2 separate regions of the Mus musculus genome follow, and region 1 is linked to region 2. Evidence: chromatin contacts called from public Hi-C data. All regions are on one chromosome and are shown on one strand. Each heading gives the region's core, a stretch centred on a gene start, on an enhancer-like site or on the middle of the called end of the contact. The rest is flanking DNA. Distances are from core to core; before and after follow the strand shown. Region 1 overlaps Pde4dip (phosphodiesterase 4D interacting protein (myomegalin)). Region 2 overlaps Pde4dip (phosphodiesterase 4D interacting protein (myomegalin)).

Evidence for each region. A called contact is a pair of places that touch in the nucleus more often than the background predicts.
Region 1: a Hi-C map of granulosa cells shows a contact between it and region 2, with 2.3 times the contacts expected there. The contact joins two enhancer-like sites. A contact is called at or near these places in 2 of 484 Hi-C or Micro-C datasets (granulosa cells and nephron progenitors), 2 of 115 datasets of contacts at active chromatin or transcription factors (craniofacial prominence and embryonic stem cells) and 3 of 9 other capture datasets (adipose tissue, liver and pancreatic islet).

What each region holds. Positions count from the first base shown.
Region 1 is chr3:97,822,885-97,825,687 of GRCm38.p6, reverse strand. It overlaps Pde4dip (phosphodiesterase 4D interacting protein (myomegalin)), which reads left to right. Exons shown (of 47, transcript NM_001289701.1): 4 at 1,363-1,473. Among named protein-coding and RNA genes, the nearest start is that of Pde4dip, 64 kb to the left of the region's middle. Within about 2 kb of position 1,502, at least 141 of the 459 cell types and tissues checked have an H3K27ac peak or open chromatin away from gene starts, as enhancers often do. A contact at or near this core is called in granulosa cells, where this site is marked.
Region 2 is chr3:97,709,715-97,712,755 of GRCm38.p6, reverse strand. It overlaps Pde4dip (phosphodiesterase 4D interacting protein (myomegalin)), which reads left to right. Exons shown (of 47, transcript NM_001289701.1): 32 at 1,308-1,359; 33 at 2,312-2,535. Among named protein-coding and RNA genes, the nearest start is that of Gm31305, 14 kb to the left of the region's middle. Within about 2 kb of position 1,720, at least 8 of the 459 cell types and tissues checked have an H3K27ac peak or open chromatin away from gene starts, as enhancers often do. A contact at or near this core is called in granulosa cells, where this site is marked.

The DNA of each region.
Region 1 (2,803 bases), core at 253-2,752, 110 kb before region 2:
GGATGCTTGAAATATATATATATATATGTAATATATATATAATTTCTTTTATCTCAGATGTTAACTGATGTTAACTGTGATTTTTCCAACTTGGTATTACCAAATCAAAAACCTCTTTTGGGATCTGGGCTATGGGGCTGTCTCCCAGTCACCTTCAAAGTCCCATGTGATGTGATATAAATAACACTTCCTGCTAAGGTTGCAGCTGTCACTCAAGGATCTTAACTTGCTTTATGAGCAGGATCTGGTGATGATGGCCCAGCTCCATTAGGCAGGTGCAGGAGTTAGGAACCAGTGAGCGGCTGAAATCTTTGGCCTCCCAGATGGGGGTCGGGGGTGTTGCTGTCTCACACCGCCCCCCCCACCCAGCACTCCCACACTCCTTCCCCAGAGGGAGGACCCCTTGGGCTTCCCTCTCTTTGTTCACTGAAAAACAGTTTGTAGACGTCCCCCTCGGCTAAGATCCACCCTTTCTTTGCGGGTATGTGATATGTACGGGGAGCAGAGAGCACGGGAATAAAGACTGAAAACCTACAGCCCCGGGACTGAAAATGGCCAGGGAGAAAGACTGAAGACTCTGGCCTGGCGGGGCTGAGCTCTGGATCACTAAGGGAATTGGATGCCTCTCTGGTCGGTAGCACCTTAAGATTTACACCTGATTGACAGAGGCTGCTTGGCTCTGGTCACTTGTCTGTGGGCCATTTCGTGGACATGTACTCTTTCCACAGTTTCAGTCTGCACCCTGCATCTCCTCCCTCCCCACAGGCCACTGCCCTTCCAGTTCCCTCTTGCCTTTGCAACCCCAGTACCACCTTATCCACCCTCTTCCCGTTTCTGGGAAGGTTTTGAGGGGAGCTGCCAGGCCCTCTCTTTCCAAACAGTTGTTAACTGCCCCCTGGGGCTTGAGGCTGGGGGGGGGGTCGGGAGGAGGAAAAGGAGAGAGAGAGAGAGAGAGAGAGAGAGAGAGAGAGAGAGAGAGAGAGAGAGAGAGAGAGGCGGGGTAGGGGGGGGCGTAGTTTACAGCCCTGTCCTGACTTGGAGTCGGGTTACTGCCACTTGTGTCTGAGTTCACACAGCATGTTCCTCCGTCAGGGATTCCGCAAATATCTCCCCGAGGTAAAAAAAGAAAGTGCGTTGCGCTCCAGCACCCAGAGTCCAGAGCCCAGTCCCAGGTCCTGGAGCGCACTAACAGCGGCCATGTCGCCTTAGCCTCCGGGGTCCCACAACCTCAGCAGCATCCTAGCCTGCCCGCTCCATGCCGCGGCCAGGCTGCATTGTGTTCCTGGGGTGAAGGGGGCGATCGGGCATGCTCCTCCCCATGGGTCGCCCACCATGTCTAATGGATATCGCACTCTGTCCCAGCACCTCAATGACTTGAAGAAGGAGAACTTCAGCCTCAAGCTGCGCATCTACTTCCTGGAGGAGCGCATGCAACAGAAGTATGAAGTCAGCCGGGAGGATGTCTACAAGCGGGTGAGTGAGTCCAGCGCGCCTGGGACTGTTTGCCCGCGAGGGACAGGGCTTTGAATCTGGGTATTTCCCTGTGACCTCAGACAGGCCCATCCCCTCTCTGGGGCCGGCTTTCTTCCTCTTTTCAGTGATGCAGGAGGGGGCCACGCAAAGCCAGAGGCTCCAAACCCTGTTGCAACACACCTGAGCTAAGGTGTAGATCCTGTGTTTACCCCAGACTCTCACCTTTAAGGGCTGGGTGGGGAAGCCCAGAAATTTGCATGTTAAAATGAGCCTGGGGAAAGTGACTCAGGCCACCCATTCTCCTAAAGTCCTCTTCCAGCTCTGGGGCTTCGGAGGAAGTAAGGTCACGGTGTGGAGAAGCCACCAAGGAGATTTTTTTTCCTGAGAAATTCATGTTTTCATTTGAAGGTGGTCAGGCAAGATCCACGTTTGAAACAGAGTCTTAGACATTTTAGTCCTAGGATCTGTTTTCGGTAGAATGGAAAAAAGGGGTACCCATGGAACGGTGGAGGGAGGGAGGAGGGAGGAGGGAGCTCCTGTTAGGGAGGGCTGTCTTGATTGATGTGAGCCTGTTGGCAGAGCTGAGGGTGAGATGAGACTGCATGTTGGGAAGGGGACTTGGAGTCCTGATGGGTAACAAGGATTAAGTTTCTTGGCGGGTCACTACACTGATTTCCTCAAGCCTTTTGGGGTCTAAGCAAGAGGTCTGAAGTATGCGTGTGTCTAGTGTTGGTTGCCTCCGATTTTATTTCAGCTCCCAATAAATACCCACCTGTCTACACCAGAATGCTGCATGATCATTACCTTGATCTGTCTGAGAGGCTGGAGAGATTTAAGAGCCATTAGCATTCGGATCTGAAAAACAGCTGGGCTCTGTGAGACCGCACATGATTATCTGGCCAATTCAGTTAATATGGACTGCTGAATCTGAGAGGGGCGGTGGTGATATCCAAGTGACGTCTATGGTTATGATGTTCATTTAGTATGGACTGGTTGATTCTGGGGGTTTTAGTCTCTTTCCTTTTTTTCAGAATGTCCGGGTTCCCTTCTTACTCTCCCGGAGACCCCCTCCAACCTCCACGCCATCTTGTCCCTGGCTGTGTAGTGAATGTGTCTCCTTGGAAGCTACAAGAGATTCAGGGGACTTGATAGCTTGATAATGCAGATGGGGAAGGATGCATGGCTGTGCGGTCCTCGTGGTAGGAAGAGCGAACAGATTTCTTCACTGTATAGCAGGAGGAAGTCTTTCCGTGAACTGTTCCCAAACCTAGGCAGAAGGGGCAACTTCTAGATCCCTGGAGGGAAAGGACTGGTTTTCCCCAGTCAGGTG
Region 2 (3,041 bases), core at 471-2,970:
CTCCGGTGAGCAGCACTGAGAATGGCAGTTACGGCTATATTGCCATGTATACTGGCACACTCCAAAATCCCGGGACTCAGGAGCCTGAGGTAGAAAATTAGGAGTTTGGGTCGACCTACAGGAAAAGGGACTTGTCTCAGATAGAAAGGCTGATATGAGTTTACAGTCACATGCCCTTGTATGTGGGAGTCAGTCTGCCACAGAATGTGGAGGCTGAAAAATTCCAGAGAACAGCTGGGGAAGTATCTTGTGATCAGTGAGAAAAAATACATTCAGGTATTAGCCCGGATTTAGACATATGAAGTCATGGTTGTGACCTCCATGTCAGGGAGCGTCTCCCTGGTGAGATTAGGTGAGCTACCTGCTCCCCACACTAAAGAAGTCTTATCACGGGTGTTCCCTCACAAGTGGAGTCAGGAAACAATCTAAAAATATTAGTAATGGCAAGCATGACAGAGGGGGCCAAGCTTAGAGAACAGTGCCCAGCAGAAGGGGGTAAATGTGGGCAACAGAGGCCTTTATGATCACAGGCCTTATGTACATCTGTGGAAGGCTTACGATGAAGTCCACCATTTTGTATAGTTAATTTATGCTGACGAAAAGGACATAACTCAGGGCTGGAGACGTAGCTTGGTTAGTAAAGTGCTGGCCTGGCAAGCAAGAAGACCTAGATTCAGTCCCCAGAATCTACATAAACAACCTGTACATGGCAGCACACACTTGTTGCCATAGCCCCGAAGAGCCAGGGACAGATGAGTCCCCTGGGCTTGCTGGCCAGACAGACTTGCTTAGTTGGTGAGTCCAAGTTCAGTGATGGACTGTCTCAAAAAATATGGGGAAAGTGGTGAATGGCTCCTCTGAGCAATAATACCCAAGGTTGCCACCCCCCCCCCAGCCTCAACAAGCATGAACACTCTCACACATATATGCACACACATGAACACACGTGCACATGTACACAGGACACACAAACTACATTGTAACCCTAACCCTACATGTACACATACACGTGCATGTGCACATATACACATGTATTGCATGCATACACATGCATGTACACATACACACATGTATTGCATGCATACACATGCATGTGCACACACAACACATATGTACATACATACACACACACATACATATGTGTATGTATACATGTGCACACACAGAGACATAGTTTGAACACTCAAAGTAACTCTCCTGAACTTATGTGTAGCATAATAGCTGTTCTGTGTCTTTGTGGGACCTGTGCTTTCTAAGGTGTGACGTGGAATCCATTTAACTTGTTACTTTTTACATTTGATTTTCAGAGGATCATAAGAGTGAAAAGGAAGAAGCTGGGCTTGAGCCACTGGCCCTCAGGTAATTCTGAAGGCAGTCGGTTAAAGGATCCAGTCAGGGTAACCCCACACTAACAGATGAGGAGGGGAAGTGGACGAGATTAATGCAGTAGTTCACTGAGCACTCAGAGGCTTGCTTCCAAATTCTTTCTTTTCTTTTGATATGAATTTTTTTGCTGCAGTGATGTTTCAGGCACGGTAAGCTAGAAGCAGCCTGATCCACGGCTGAACCTTGTGTGTATCAAGAGCCCACTTCCCCTCCCTGCTCCCCACCCCAGGAGTTTCCTGCAAGGTCAGCCTGCCCTGGGTTTTATTGACAGCTAGCTTAGTAGTCCCTCGGTGTCCTTGGAGAAAGAAGAATCCCATGAGAGTATAGAGAGAAAGAGGCCCGGATGGTGTAGTTCCCTGGAAGGCCGCAGTTCCTTAGGGAAAACAGTTTGTAGTGCTCACAAACTCACTGGCTCAGGGTCATTTGTGGCTACTGGTCTGACCTCTTTGTGTCATGATTGTGCCTCAGACCCTTAAGTCCTTCTCAAAAAGCCTGTGGTAAGGGACATGGCATTTGTGGCTTTTTTTGTTGTTGTTTCTCATCTGTCAGCGATATACAAAGGGCCTATACTTGAACCAACCAGCTGATGCCACTTGTCCTAGTTTTGGATGCTGTGACAATGTTTTGTTCCACATTTTTCATGGCTCCCTTTGATTTTTTATACCTGTTGGAGATGCTAATAGTCCTTAGACTGCTGCTGTCTAGTTAAGTTGCCACGCCCTAAGGGACCCGCTGTGCCCCTGCTGGTGCTTAGCATGTAGCCTGTCTACTGCATAGCTCCTGCCACCTAGCTGTTCATGGCACACATACCCTCCATGCCCAGAATGGTGCCTTTGGCTTACGTGGATTTCCCTGTGGGCTTTAGTGAAGACTAGCTGGCCTGGGTTACCTTGGCTTCACCTGTGGCCTGTTCCTTCCCCACCAGGCTCAGCAGGGAACTACAGGAGAAAGAGAAAGTAATTGAGGTCCTGCAGGCCAAGCTGGATACCCGGTCTCTCTCACCCCCAAGCAGCCACGCCGTGTCTGACTCCCACCGCTCCGCCAGCACCACATCCTTCCTGTCGGATGACATAGAAGCCTGCTCTGACATGGACGTAGCCAGCGAGTACACACACTACGACGAGAAGAAACCCTCACCCAGTCACTCAGGTAGCCTCCACCATCAGAGTGGTACCTTCTCTGTCTAGACTGAGAGGAGACCTTGGGATCCAGGCCTTATACCATTTTGGTGTGTAGCAGGCGGAACGCAACATGGCTCTGGGACCAAGTCCCAAGCACAGGCTCCCCAGGGTTCGGATCCTTGCTCTGTCCCTGACTCTACCAGCATCTGTCACTCTGAGTACTGCCACCAGGCATATGAGGACATGTAATTCCAAGTGAGAAGATGGTGGCCAACCTTTACTTCTCATTGATTCTGTCTGCTAGACCTCCTTCTTTAAGATGGAGCACCCTATGTCCTTGCAGTTTCGGCACAGTGGCCCCTGAGAATCTGTGGGTTCCCGGAGCCTCTGCCACAGGAATTCCCTCAGGTTCTCAACTCCCTCTGCCCCCCAAGGGCAGTTCTCTTACCGAAGGAGCTATTGAAAGCAAGAAAATAAATACTGCAATAGGTCCTTGTCCCTGGGGCCTTCCATGACAGCCAGCCTCCGGCCCTG